4 separate regions of the Mus musculus genome follow, and regions 2, 3 and 4 are each linked to region 1. Evidence: chromatin contacts called from public Hi-C data. All regions are on one chromosome and are shown on one strand. Each heading gives the region's core, a stretch centred on a gene start, on an enhancer-like site or on the middle of the called end of the contact. The rest is flanking DNA. Distances are from core to core; before and after follow the strand shown. Region 1 overlaps Synrg (synergin, gamma). Region 2 overlaps Hnf1b (HNF1 homeobox B). Region 3 overlaps Gm12576 (a long non-coding RNA gene). Region 4 has its middle 24 kb from the start of Gm38934.

Evidence for each region. A called contact is a pair of places that touch in the nucleus more often than the background predicts.
Region 2: a Hi-C map of liver shows a contact between it and region 1, with 5 times the contacts expected there. The contact joins two enhancer-like sites. A contact is called at or near these places in 2 of 484 Hi-C or Micro-C datasets (both in liver), 2 of 115 datasets of contacts at active chromatin or transcription factors (embryonic stem cells and pancreatic cancer cells) and 2 of 9 other capture datasets (adipose tissue and liver).
Region 3: a Hi-C map of liver shows a contact between it and region 1, with 2.3 times the contacts expected there. The contact joins two enhancer-like sites. A contact is called at or near these places in 3 of 15 datasets of contacts at CTCF or cohesin (the NIH/3T3 cell line and embryonic stem cells), 23 of 484 Hi-C or Micro-C datasets (B cells, the C2C12 cell line, the F1.1 cell line and 13 more), 11 of 115 datasets of contacts at active chromatin or transcription factors (the HPC-7 cell line, the NIH/3T3 cell line, differentiating embryonic stem cells and 5 more) and 2 of 9 other capture datasets (adipose tissue and liver).
Region 4: a Hi-C map of uterus shows a contact between it and region 1, with 4 times the contacts expected there. The contact joins two enhancer-like sites. A contact is called at or near these places in 2 of 39 promoter capture datasets (the C10 cell line and embryonic stem cells), 6 of 15 datasets of contacts at CTCF or cohesin (the NIH/3T3 cell line, embryonic stem cells, large pre-B cells and 2 more), 68 of 484 Hi-C or Micro-C datasets (3T3-L1-derived adipocytes, the AML12 cell line, B cells and 39 more), 13 of 115 datasets of contacts at active chromatin or transcription factors (the HPC-7 cell line, the NIH/3T3 cell line, astrocytes and 6 more) and 4 of 9 other capture datasets (adipose tissue, embryonic stem cells, liver and 1 more).

Annotation. Positions count from the first base shown.
Region 1 is chr11:84,027,403-84,030,360 of GRCm38.p6, forward strand. The region is part of intron 18 of Synrg (synergin, gamma); the gene reads left to right. Among named protein-coding and RNA genes, the nearest start is that of Dusp14, 39 kb to the right of the region's middle. Within about 2 kb of position 1,414, at least 23 of the 459 cell types and tissues checked have an H3K27ac peak or open chromatin away from gene starts, as enhancers often do. A contact at or near this core is called in adipose tissue, liver and uterus, where this site is marked.
Region 2 is chr11:83,881,353-83,884,262 of GRCm38.p6, forward strand. Hnf1b (HNF1 homeobox B) reads left to right here. Exons shown (of 9, transcript NM_009330.3): 5 at 1,301-1,461. Gm51869 (a long non-coding RNA gene) reads right to left here. Exons shown (of 3, transcript XR_003949580.1): 2 at 2,556-2,756; 3 at 1,402-1,485. Among named protein-coding and RNA genes, the nearest start is that of Gm51869, 9.7 kb to the right of the region's middle. Within about 2 kb of position 1,424, at least 51 of the 459 cell types and tissues checked have an H3K27ac peak or open chromatin away from gene starts, as enhancers often do. A contact at or near this core is called in liver, where this site is marked.
Region 3 is chr11:83,818,322-83,821,021 of GRCm38.p6, forward strand. Gm12576 (a long non-coding RNA gene) reads right to left here. Exons shown (of 4, transcript XR_388929.3): 3 at 1,987-2,122. Among named protein-coding and RNA genes, the nearest start is that of Gm38934, 8.6 kb to the left of the region's middle. Within about 2 kb of position 1,275, at least 39 of the 459 cell types and tissues checked have an H3K27ac peak or open chromatin away from gene starts, as enhancers often do. A contact at or near this core is called in liver, where this site is marked.
Region 4 is chr11:83,785,601-83,788,300 of GRCm38.p6, forward strand. No RefSeq gene overlaps it. Among named protein-coding and RNA genes, the nearest start is that of Gm38934, 24 kb to the right of the region's middle. Within about 2 kb of position 1,396, at least 30 of the 459 cell types and tissues checked have an H3K27ac peak or open chromatin away from gene starts, as enhancers often do. A contact at or near this core is called in adipose tissue and uterus, where this site is marked.

The DNA.
Region 1 (2,958 bases), core at 164-2,663:
CCGTCCGTTCACCACTATAATTATTTTCCTTGGACTCATTTTTCTCCATGTTATGAGTAGCTCTACTCTGAATAAACAAATGACTAGATCCCCTCTGGGTGTTGCAATCTACCAAAGCCGATGAAGAAGGCCAGAGTGCGCACACATGCATGCAGTCCGCATGGCTGCTGCAGCATTTTCCAGGAAGCATTTAAGTTCATGAGAGGCCTGGCTGTATTCTAAGTCATTTACTAGTCCTCCAGTTAACCTGCGACCCTCTGAGCAGAAGGGAGGAATTCTTAGTGCTCTCAGCTGACAGCCTGGTGGTCCCTGGCTGCCCGTTGTGTCCTAAACAGCAAACCTCACTATCGTTTCATTGCTTCTGGTTTTGCATCATTAAAGTAAAGTGAAGGGCCAGAGAGATAGCACTGCCCTGGTTTGTTTGCTTTGTTTGGTTTGGTTAGGTTTTTTTTTTTCCTTTGTCAGTGCTAAGGATGGACCTCAAGGCCCATGAAGGCTAGAGAAGTTATCTGCTACTGAGCCACACACCCCTACCTAGCTCTTTTCTTTCTTTCTCTTTTTTAAAAAAGCCTTTATCAGTCTATTCTTTGTGCAACTACCTGACTGGTCCTCGTAAACCATAGATCTGACTGTTTCATTTAAATCCCATTTAAAATCCTGCAGTGGGCCTCCATGGTCTTCCAAAGCCTTAGCTCAGTGCAGAGCTTTCCTGTTGCTGAACGAGGCTGCTCTCATGCTGAGTTCTGCATAGTTCTCCCCAGAAGGCGTCCCTAGTGCCCTTCAGTGCAGCCCTTCCTGGGTGGGTGCCTTCGGCCCACCTCTCTCCGGGTCTCGTGATGCTTTCCTCATTACTTTCTTTTCCTGTTGTTCTAACAAGATGCTTCATCGGAAGAAGGGGTGTTTGGCTCCCTGACTATGGTGTCCATCATAGCAGAGGAGGCGTGGCATTGAGAGCTCGGCTAGCTCTGGTGGGAGCTTGAGACTGCTGATCTCCTTGTGTTGGCAGACAGGAATGACATGGTGATCTGTGGATGCTGGTCCTCCCCCTGGCTGTCACCCATCTTCCACTGTGCTGACTTCCATGGATCACTGTGTTCACAGCATAAAGATAAACCTGATCGTCAGGGAAAGCTTGGTTACTGCTGCCAGCAACATCAGGAAGGACTTCTGGCACCTCTGAGCCCAGTACTTGAGAGGCAGCCCTGTAAGCACCAAGTGTGTCAGGGGACTCATACGTCCAGAATCATTGCGCTTTGGAGTAAACTTCTCTACTTGCTCTAAACGTAAAATCACCAGAAGCTAGCAAAGTGCAGAGCACTGTCCTTCAGATAAAAGAGAAAAATGGGAAACCTCCTGAAAGCTAGAGCTGGTGAAGTAACACATGCGGCCCTTCAGTCAGGGTGTTCTGGGCATTTTGTCAGGAAGCACTTGTGAAATAACAGACCTATCAACACATGGCTAGGAGGCAGGCTGCCAGTGGGTTGTGCTTAATGATAAAATCTCATGTTTATTATAAGTATTTTGTCGTTCTCTTTAGTGGATACTTGTTGCATTTGTAGTGAGAAGTAAATCTTTGCTCTGGTAGAAAATTTTTTCATATACTCAAGCCCTTTCCCAAAACCCCCTTTGGTGCCGTGGCCACTTCTCCTTCAGCCGTCTGGGTTATCCAATTGGCCAAACTGTGCATCAGGGTTTTCATGTGCATTTAATCTACACAGCAACTTGACTTCTTTCCTCTGCCATCTTCCTGTCCTGAGGCAGGGAAGTGCGAGAGGCGTCAGGCATGCTCTGTGTGTCTTCCTATCCTGAAAAGGATGATGAGGTGGGAACACCAAAGCTATGCAAAGCTTTTGCTGGGGATGAAAGCTTGAGAATAATGTTAACGAGAAAAGCCCCAGGAGCTTGTCATGCGCACTGTGAGCCTCAGGTCTGGACCTGCCCTTGACATACCTCTCAAGATGGCGGCACAATGTACGGGCCTCCCACTTGGCATTTAGAGTTGAGGGTTCCTTGTTTTAGTGGGAGTCAGTCCTCGGTGAGCATTGAAAGCTAGGTCTCTATCCTTCCTTCCAGTCAGCCCTGCTCTGCTGGCCTTGCTGGAGAAAGCTGACTGGATCAGAAAGCCCTGAGCTCTTAGAAGTGAAAGTGTCCCTGAAGCCTCAGAGCATTGTCCAAGCTCATCCTGCATCTGTCCTTCCATGCAGGGTGAGGAATGACTGGCAAGCATCCCCCTTCGTTCTGTCACTGGGGGCAGTAGGACCCATTTCCCTTCATCTTCTCCAACTCCCAGGCTCCTGGGTCCTGCCACTGTTCATGCAAAGAACTTGCCTTCTAGGCTCTGCTCTGTCACTCCAGGCCACTTTTGAGTTCACACACAGTAAAATGTAAAAACTTCAGTAGCATTGCACCATGAGTTGAGTGGCTGCCCTTCTGCTGAGTTTGACAAATGCATAGCCCCGTCTGTATCACCTGTGCCCTGTCACTATGTGAACTAGTTCATCCCCCAAGACAACTTCCTCATCCCAGTCTCTCCAAGTTTTCACACCAAGCATCACTTGTGTCCAGGATTTTTAATTTTTTTAATGATTTATTTTTATTTTATGTGTGTTAGTGTTTTGCATGCATGTATATTTGTGCCAGGGTGCTGGGTCCAATGGAACTATTGTTATAGGCAGCTGTGAGTTCCCACGTGGGTGTGGGAATTGAACCTTTGTCCTCTGGGAACAGCAGCCAATGCTCTTTAGCCGATAAGCCATGTCTCCAGCCCTTGTCCAGAGTTTTAAAAAGAAGACATGGAGTTTGATTTTGTTACTTTGAAGGAAGTTTGTGGCCCATTTACCTAGTAGGTTCTGCCCCATTCACATCTGATGACTCCAATTCTACAGGACCAAAATGTGAGGTAAATGGAGAAGGGGCCCCACAGTCACGCCTTCTCAGACTCTGCTTGCAAGCATTCAC
Region 2 (2,910 bases), core at 174-2,673, 150 kb before region 1:
CAAATGGGTTCTGCCGCCTAGCTTCTTAGGAGAGACTCTGGACTCTTACCATACCACCTTGGGAAGGCTTTTGTTTCCCATGGGTATCCTTAGTTAATTATTTTAAAATAAATAATTGTGTAGCCTGTGGTAGGGGAGAAGCCTCCCTGTGACCTATATTTGATCATCAGAGGGCTGGTTCTTTTCCTTCAGCCAAATTAAATAGGCTAAGTCCAGAGACTGTTTGACTTGAGACCGAATCGATGGTGAGGACAGGCTGGGAGGTGAGCACACACCTGACTCCCAGTGTTATCACTGCTCTCTCGGGAGCAGGGTATCTTGGGAAGGTAAATAGCTGGTCGGGGAGTCAAAACATGCAGGTGAAATCAGAGTGAAGTCCAGATACTTCCAAAGGAAAGAGCAGCAGGGCGGCAGCCAGGCCTGGGCTTCTTCCTGGGCAATGCAGCACTCAGTCTGCCAGAGCAGGAGCTTCTAGAAATTGCTCTCTCCCAGAACATTCCATCCGTGTTAAGAGTCTGACTTTGGGAGTCCTAGAATTTGAGAATCTTCATATCCATGTGTTGAGGTCTACCCTACTACCAGCTCACCCTGCCGAGCATCTTCACTCACAGTCCTGGGGTATTTGGCATAATGCTGGGAGCTGGAGAGAGGTTGCCTCCAATCCTTGAAGCCCCAGAGAGGCAGTACTCTCTCTGTTTCATGGGAGAAGGCAGAGGTGCAGAGTCAAGGAAGGACTTGGACCCTGTTCATTTATAAATCCCAAAGTCTGTCCATTGCCCCTTCTTGCTAGAAAATTCTTCCTTATCCTGATTGGAAATCTGCCTCACCCTTGTGGGTTGGTCTGCCTCTGCCTTCAGAGAGACCCATGCCTTCAGAAGGTTCAACTCTTTCTCCTGCTTCCCATCCATCCTTTCCGTCCCTCCGTCCTTCAATAGAAGTTGGCTGAATGACTATCAAGTGCCAAAACCCTGGCAATACAACAAAGAACAAACCAAAATAGACCAAAGTCTCTTACACGGGGCCGGAGAGGTGACTTAGCTAGTACAGGTTAAGGCTCCCAACCAAAAAGGCAAAACAGATTTGTATATGATATTTATATATAATCTTATATTCTACAATTAAAGTAGAGACCACGCCACCCTCACCCCAGGGAAGATGGCTGATCGTTCTTTCAAGTGGACATGGAGGAGAAAACAATGTTGTTTTCTTGTCACCCACCATTGAAAACAGGAGGCACTGAGTCAGTGTCGAGGAGCCCTGGTGACACTAATTTTCCTATTGGGTTCATGTTGTTTTTCAGGAGTGCGCTACAACCAGCCGGGAAACAATGAGGTCACTTCCTCTTCGACAATCAGTCACCATGGTAACAGTGCCATGGTGACCAGCCAGTCGGTTTTACAGCAAGTCTCCCCAGCCAGCCTGGACCCAGGCCACAGTCTCCTCTCACCTGACAGTAAAATGGTGAGTACTCCTGGGCCACTGGAGCTGATAAGATAAGAGGCAAGACAAACACAACTTCTCACAAGGCCTGCCTTAAACAATGAACCATTGTAGCCCCACCGGGGAAAATGGGGGCTGTCCAGAGCAGGAACCAAAAGGTAGGCTGGTGACCCAGCCTTTGGCGGGTAGAAGAGGTGTTCAGTTTGAACCCAGCCAATAAATCTGACAGAGCCCTGCTCCCATTTTATTGATTGAATGCCTCATAAAGGAGCAAGCCGGGTGGGACGCTGTTTGTTTTGGGGCTGCCAATGACATTTGTGTTGATAAAATGTTCATTCATCCTTCCCGTTCCAAGGCCTCCAAAACCAGACCTTTTTTTTTTTTTAACCCAGAAAGCACCTCACTCTGAAACAATCCCCCGACTCCTTTCCTGACTCCCTTGGTCCTGATGAGGACAGCGTCAGGATGTAGAGGATGGCAGGAGATGGGACTTCTGAACTGGGAGGGAGGACCTAAGGGCAGGTGCGCTGGGTGGGGTGGTGGCTGGAGTAAGAAACAGTGACTTCAAAGGCTCAGTTACCAACTCTCAAATCTCAGCTCTGGCACCTCAGAGTGGTACAGCCTCGGGCAAATTATTATTTGATTCTCTTTCCTCATCTATAAAATGGGAGTAGCCTCAATAGGGTTGTTGGGGAAGTGTGATAGCATATACGAAGCACCCAGTACAGTGACTATTTCATGAATGGCTGTGGTGTCCCTTCAGTGTCAATGACAATTTTTGCTGAAGTTTTCTGTGCCTCTAACCACAGCCCCACAACCAGATGAACCCTTATCCTACTCAGTAAGGCTCATCTGAGTGTTCAAAGTTCTGAGTCTCTCTCTCTCTCTCTCTCTCTCTCTCACAAACACACACAGAGAGAGAGCTAACTTTTATCAAATTTGTCCTTTGACAGTTTCACACATGTATATAGGACATTGTGATTCCTGTCACCCCGAGTCTCTCTGAACCCCTCTTTAGCCCCTCCCACCTCCATCCTAGACTCCAATTCATGGCTTTGGCAACACAAGGGCATGGGAGAGGGCTTTTGAGACAACAAGAAGATTACGACACCAACCGTGAGGGTAGGAAATGGAAAACTTTCTTCTCTGGGTCATGCTCTGTTTCATGGGAGGGAGGAGCTGAGGGTTCCTGACTTCCACGCCGAAGGCGGAACTGCACACATTCCCGGAAGGTGTCTGACCCCCACCTGTGACCGTGGCTGGTGGGGGCTGGATGGTGGAGGGAGGATTTGCCATTTTAGACCTTGACGTGTGAGCTGTGTAGGCAACACAGGAGAGGTGAGTCACAGGTGACCAAGTCTCCAGTTCCTTGGAAGAAAAACAACGTGTAGGTCTTGAGGGGAACCCTGGTCTGGACAACTCCAGTTTCAGGAGACCTGAGCTGGCCTCCTTCATGGGAGTCTTTGTAAA
Region 3 (2,700 bases), core at 25-2,524, 210 kb before region 1:
CCAACAAATGTTTACATTTGAGGCCCCATCAGCAGAGCGAGCCTCAACTCTGACCTGATGCCCACGTTCACATGGCTTCCGGGAGCGGACTATATCTCCATACCTGGTTCTAGGAGATGATCTTACTTTCAAGAGACAGAAGGCATCTGCACTGTGTGTGAGCATCTTCTAGCTGCCAAGGGTTTCCCATGCCATTCAGCCATTAAGTCCTCACAAATACCATGTGAAGAAGATGTGGCCGTATCTACCCACCAGGAAGTAGGTGAATCAGCCTGAGATAGAAGTCTTGTTGCCACCTGCATCTTACTTCTCAAACGGAAGGTGGTGTTTGTTTGTCTGGTTTTGGACTTTTGCTTTGGCAGAATACACAAATACCTTTTAAGCGATTGCACTCCCAGGTCAGAGCAGTATTTCTGCTAACAGTCTTTCCCATTGCAAGATCCCAGAAATGACAAGGGGCAGTTACCTTTATTGCCCCATGGGGCTTTCTTTTCCGCAGTCAAATGTGGCCTCGTGCTTGAATAACACCCGTGTCTGGAGAACGCTTAAGCAGTTTCAGCCATACTCTGTCTTTTCTCAGACGTTAGGGACAAAGGGGAGAAGACTGCCACCTGCTTGAGACCAGGGGACTTCACCTAGACTCGGCTACTATACAAGTGCAAACCTCCACTGAACTTTTTACTATTGCTGCTGGTTTGTTTGTTTGTTTGTTTGGCAGGGTCTCACTGTGCCCCTGGCTGGCCTGGGACTCTCTATGTAGACGAGACTGGCCTTGAACTCACAGAGCTCCACCTGCCTTTGTCTCCTGAGTGTTAGGATAAAAAGAATGATCCACCATGTCCTGCTCTATTGAAGTTTTGTTTTTGTTTTTGTTTTTGTTTTTTTTTAAATAAAATCAGCCGTTTGGCTTGATGGTGCAAACGTGTAGTCCCAACACTGAAGAAACTGAAGCAGGAGAGTAGCAGGTTTGACTGTAACCTGGGCAATGTAGTGATACTCTGCCTCAAAAAAATAAAAATAAAAACAAGTTAGTATGATGTTTCATCTGTGTAACCCCAGTCTTGGAGAGCTGAAGCAGGTAAGTTGCTAAGGGCTCCAAGGCAGCCTGGGCTACAGAGTCAGACTTTGTCTCAATAATAATAATAGTAATAATAATAATAGTAATAGTAAAAAATTAGTGCCCATTTCTTTTCTAAAGGGGACATTTAAAAATACTTTTAGGCAGAGTTGGGTTTCATTCACTCAGCAAATATTTAATCAGCATTGATCATATTCCAGGCTGTGCCAGGCACTGAGGCTGATGGGAAGAAAGAGTCCTGCTCTCTATGAGCTACATTTAATGCTCATAGAAGTAAATTCTTATCCCACAGGATGAAGGCTGCAGCAGACAGAAGTACAACGTTCAATGAACATTGAATGGATGCCCTGAAATCAAGCTTACAAAAACCACTGTTTAAACTCCAGCAAAATCGACAGTCACAATCAGAACCTTGTCCCTGTGCTCAGGGTGTATCCATTCAGGGATGAGCAAGCGCATTCTAAACTTTGCCCCCTTCTTCTCCTCCTGAGCCATCTTTCTCCTGGCTCCTTGGAGACCCAGGCTGCTCCCCAGACCCTGTGCACTCCAGCTTCAGCCCTGTGAACCTGGAGTTAATGATTAAACCCAGCGTCGGTGAGGTGGCTGGAGGCAGAGGCTTCCTTGGGGTGAGCCAGGCAGCTCAGTCTTGAAAATTGCCCGGGTTCCTGGCTCTGCTCCAGCCTGGCACAGGCCAGAGACAGATCCAGCACCCACACCCACAGGCAGTACCTCCTCAAAGTCTTCTGAAACCTCAACACCATGCAGTCTCTAGCCCTTCTGGAGCAAACCTAAGGCACTGGGGGGCCTTCTGAGGGGTGTGTGTGTGTGTGTGTGTGTGAATGAGTCTTTAGGACAGATTCCAGTTCTGCTACCAATTAGCAGGGCGACCCCTGGGGCAGTCTCCTTACCTTTTTGGAGCTTCAAACTCCTCATCCGTAACAAAAGAAGACTGTGAGCAGACTGGGCCCTGTTCCATGCCTTTGTCACGAGCTGAGCTGTCACGCCGGCCTGGTACGTGCTATTTCTTCTGACTTCTCACTCATCCTTCAGGATGAAGCAAAGGTCTCACCATCTTCAGAAAGCCATCCCTGGCTTCCTCCCTGTGTGCCACCCCCAGCCTCCAGGCACTGCTTGCCCTCTCATGACACATCACTTCTAGTTGTCCCCAGCTAGACTGAGCTTAGGGAAGAAGTTGTTTATCTTTTCTATCCCAGCATAGAGTCTGACACTAAGTGTGAGCTCAGAAATGTCAGGTTTCATCCGATTAGAATTGTCTCCATTAGTGGAATCCATTTTAATATTTTTTTAAAAAAAGATTGATTGATTGACTGATTGATTGATTGATTGATTTAACACGTATGAGAGCTTTGCTTTGCCTACATGTATATCTGAACACCATATCTGTGCCTGGTTCCCAAGGTTGCCCAAAGAGGGTAGGACTACAGTTAAAGATCTTTGTGAGCCAACATATGGGAGCTGGGAATCAAACTTGGGTCCTCTGGAAGAGCATCCATTGCGCTTAACCACTGAGCCTTCCTTCCAGCCTCTACTTATTTTAATCTTTACTTCTTTGGTCCATGTCTCTCTTTCCACTTTAACAATAAAATCTTACTCACTTTATT
Region 4 (2,700 bases), core at 146-2,645, 240 kb before region 1:
TGGAGTGGAGTCGGGTGGGGGTGGGTATCCAGTTCTCATTAGAAACAAGGGTGAGGAGCAGGCTTAACGTTGAAGTCACCTGGGACAACTTCAATGACTTATGGCAGTTCACAGATTCTGAGTTGAGTGGTCTGAGGTGTGTTGCCTTTGGGAGTTTTATAATAGTTGTATTACTGTTTCTACTTACAGCGACGTCTCAGACTTCAGAACACGCCACAAGGGTTGGTTAGTGTGTTGCAGAACCTTCTGGAGAATTTATGAACCCCTGATGTAGTCTTTGTCCTGGAAAATCAGTATATATCTGCCTGCTTGTGTGTGCACATGTGTGCAGATACCCGAGGCCAGAAGAGGGTCTTGGATCCCCTGAAACTGGGGAGAGCATTGGGACCTATCTGATGTGGGTGCTGGAAACCAAGCCCAGGTTCTCTGTAAGAACAGCAAATGCTCTTAACTGCTGAGCCTCCTCTCTAGCTCCATTATTTGTGTCTCTTGTTTTTTGTTTGTTTTTAGGGGGTAGGTTTTGTTTTGAGATGAGCTGTCACCAAATGCACGGGCTGGAGTTCCGTTCTCAACCGTCCTGCCTTAGCCTCCACAGTATTGGGATCACAGGTCCACACCCAGCACGTAACTCTTCAGTAGGCATTTGGATCTCTCAGCACATGAACTGAGGTTGACATGGAAGGGAAGCCCTAAGAGCTTCAGCGATTGTCCGTGGTATTCACACCATCCTTCCGTCTCCGGGATGTCCCTTGTTCCTAGGTTGCAGGCTTTTCTTCCTGGACCCTTTTCTGCTTGGCCCCATTTGCTGGGGTAGTTACCACTGGATGCTCAGTACTGGCTTGAAAACTCCCGATGGAGGGAAAACGTACTCTCCTTGCTAGCCCCATCTTTCAGAACACGCTTTACCACTCTTTTATGGTCACCTGCCTGCTTATCTGTGGCCCTCCCTGCTGGATATAAGTCACTTCCTGTCTTGTTGGCCTTTCCTCGCCTGAACAGGTCCTGGCAAGAGTCTGTTGAGTGAATTGGAAAGGAATACAACACCCCCTCGTATCGACGAGCACCGAGGCCTCGGAGGGGAGATGGTAGCCCTCATGACCAAGCTCACCAAGGGGACAGCGGGAATGGAATTCAGGTCTTGGAGGCTTCTCTATCTTATACTGTCTCCTACATGGCTTTGCTACTGTACATATGTGAAACCCAGATGTGGGGGAAATTAACATATAAAGAACGCTCTTTCCAAGCTTGGGACTTTATTTTTGCTTTTACCACATTTGAAATTCCACACATGGCTATCACTCAGATTCAAAGGTGAACGCTAAGCCAGTTCAAGCCAAGAGGCACTCCCAGATGAGGGTGGTGAGGGCTGGACCCAGGCCAGCACAAGAGGAAAGCCAGTCAGGCTGTTCTTCCTGACTAGGAAAGGGAGGAAATCACATTTGAGGAGGGAGTGGCCTAACCCAAGGCAGGGAGGTTTAGCCAAGCGGATGGCCTCTGGTGGGTTAGCTTGTGACGCTCAGCATGGTGAGCCCATAGAGAGGTCATGGGCAGTGTCGGTAGGCTTACTAGACTTGTAGGTATCCCTAAAGCAAAATAGATTTGCTTTAGGGAGCACTCAGGTAGCAGATGGAGCACGAACAGAAGGGAGGAGCTGAGGGTTCTCACTCGAGGCTTCATTGTAGTTGCTGCCCGTGTAACCTGAGCCCTGGGATATTGAAACTCCCTTCCTTGTGACTGAGGTGTTGGCCATAGAGGGTGCCCCTCAGGAGGCACAGGAGCCTCCCAGGTATGCCATGCAGAGGAGGTCAGGTAGCATGGACCGAAGAAGCTCGGCATAACTCGAGGAAAGACAATGCTGGGTGTGAATCCACAAAGCCAGGAAGAAAGCGCAGCAGGCAGTCCCTCCAAAATTTCCACACAGTCACCACATGACTCAGCAACTCCAGGTGACACCCCAAACAAATGATGTGACCAAGTACAGCAGTGCCCACAGCTGCAGCATTCGGGATAGCCCCTAACTAGCAACGGCGGCTCTGCTGGCGACCAGAGAACGGCATGATGTGTGTCTACTCGGTGGAATAATATTGGGCTGTAGAAAAGGTGAAATATCAATATACTCCATATCGTGGGTGAGCCATTAAATGCTATGCTAAGTCAAAGAAGACAGCCACGTATACTGTAGGTTTTCATTTACATGAGATGCTCAGAATAACATTTAAGTGTTTGCCTGAACAGGTGTTGGGGATAATAAGGGAAAGTACCTGAGTTGGGTTCCCAGGACCCACGTCCAATGGCTCACAGCCACCTGTCACTCCAGGGGATCCAGCGCTCTCTTCTGGTCTATGAGGGCAACTGCACTCACATGACACAAGTGTCAGGTCAGCTTGACTTCATAAGAACGGAACAGCTCTGGAACAGTAGGATTTTCATTCATTTATTCATTCATCCATTCACTGGAGAAGATATCTGGAGAATTTATCAAATATATAAGATATAATATATAAAAATCAGGCAAGTGCAGGGCAGTGGTGGTGCATGCCTTTAATTCCAGCACTTAGGAGACAAAGACAGGCAGATTTCTGAGTTCAAAGCCAGCCTGGTCTACAGAGTGAGTTTCAGGACAGCCAGGGCTACACAGAGAAACCCTGTCTCAAAAATAAAAAAGAAAAAGAAAAGAAAAGAAAAAGAATCAAGCAGAAG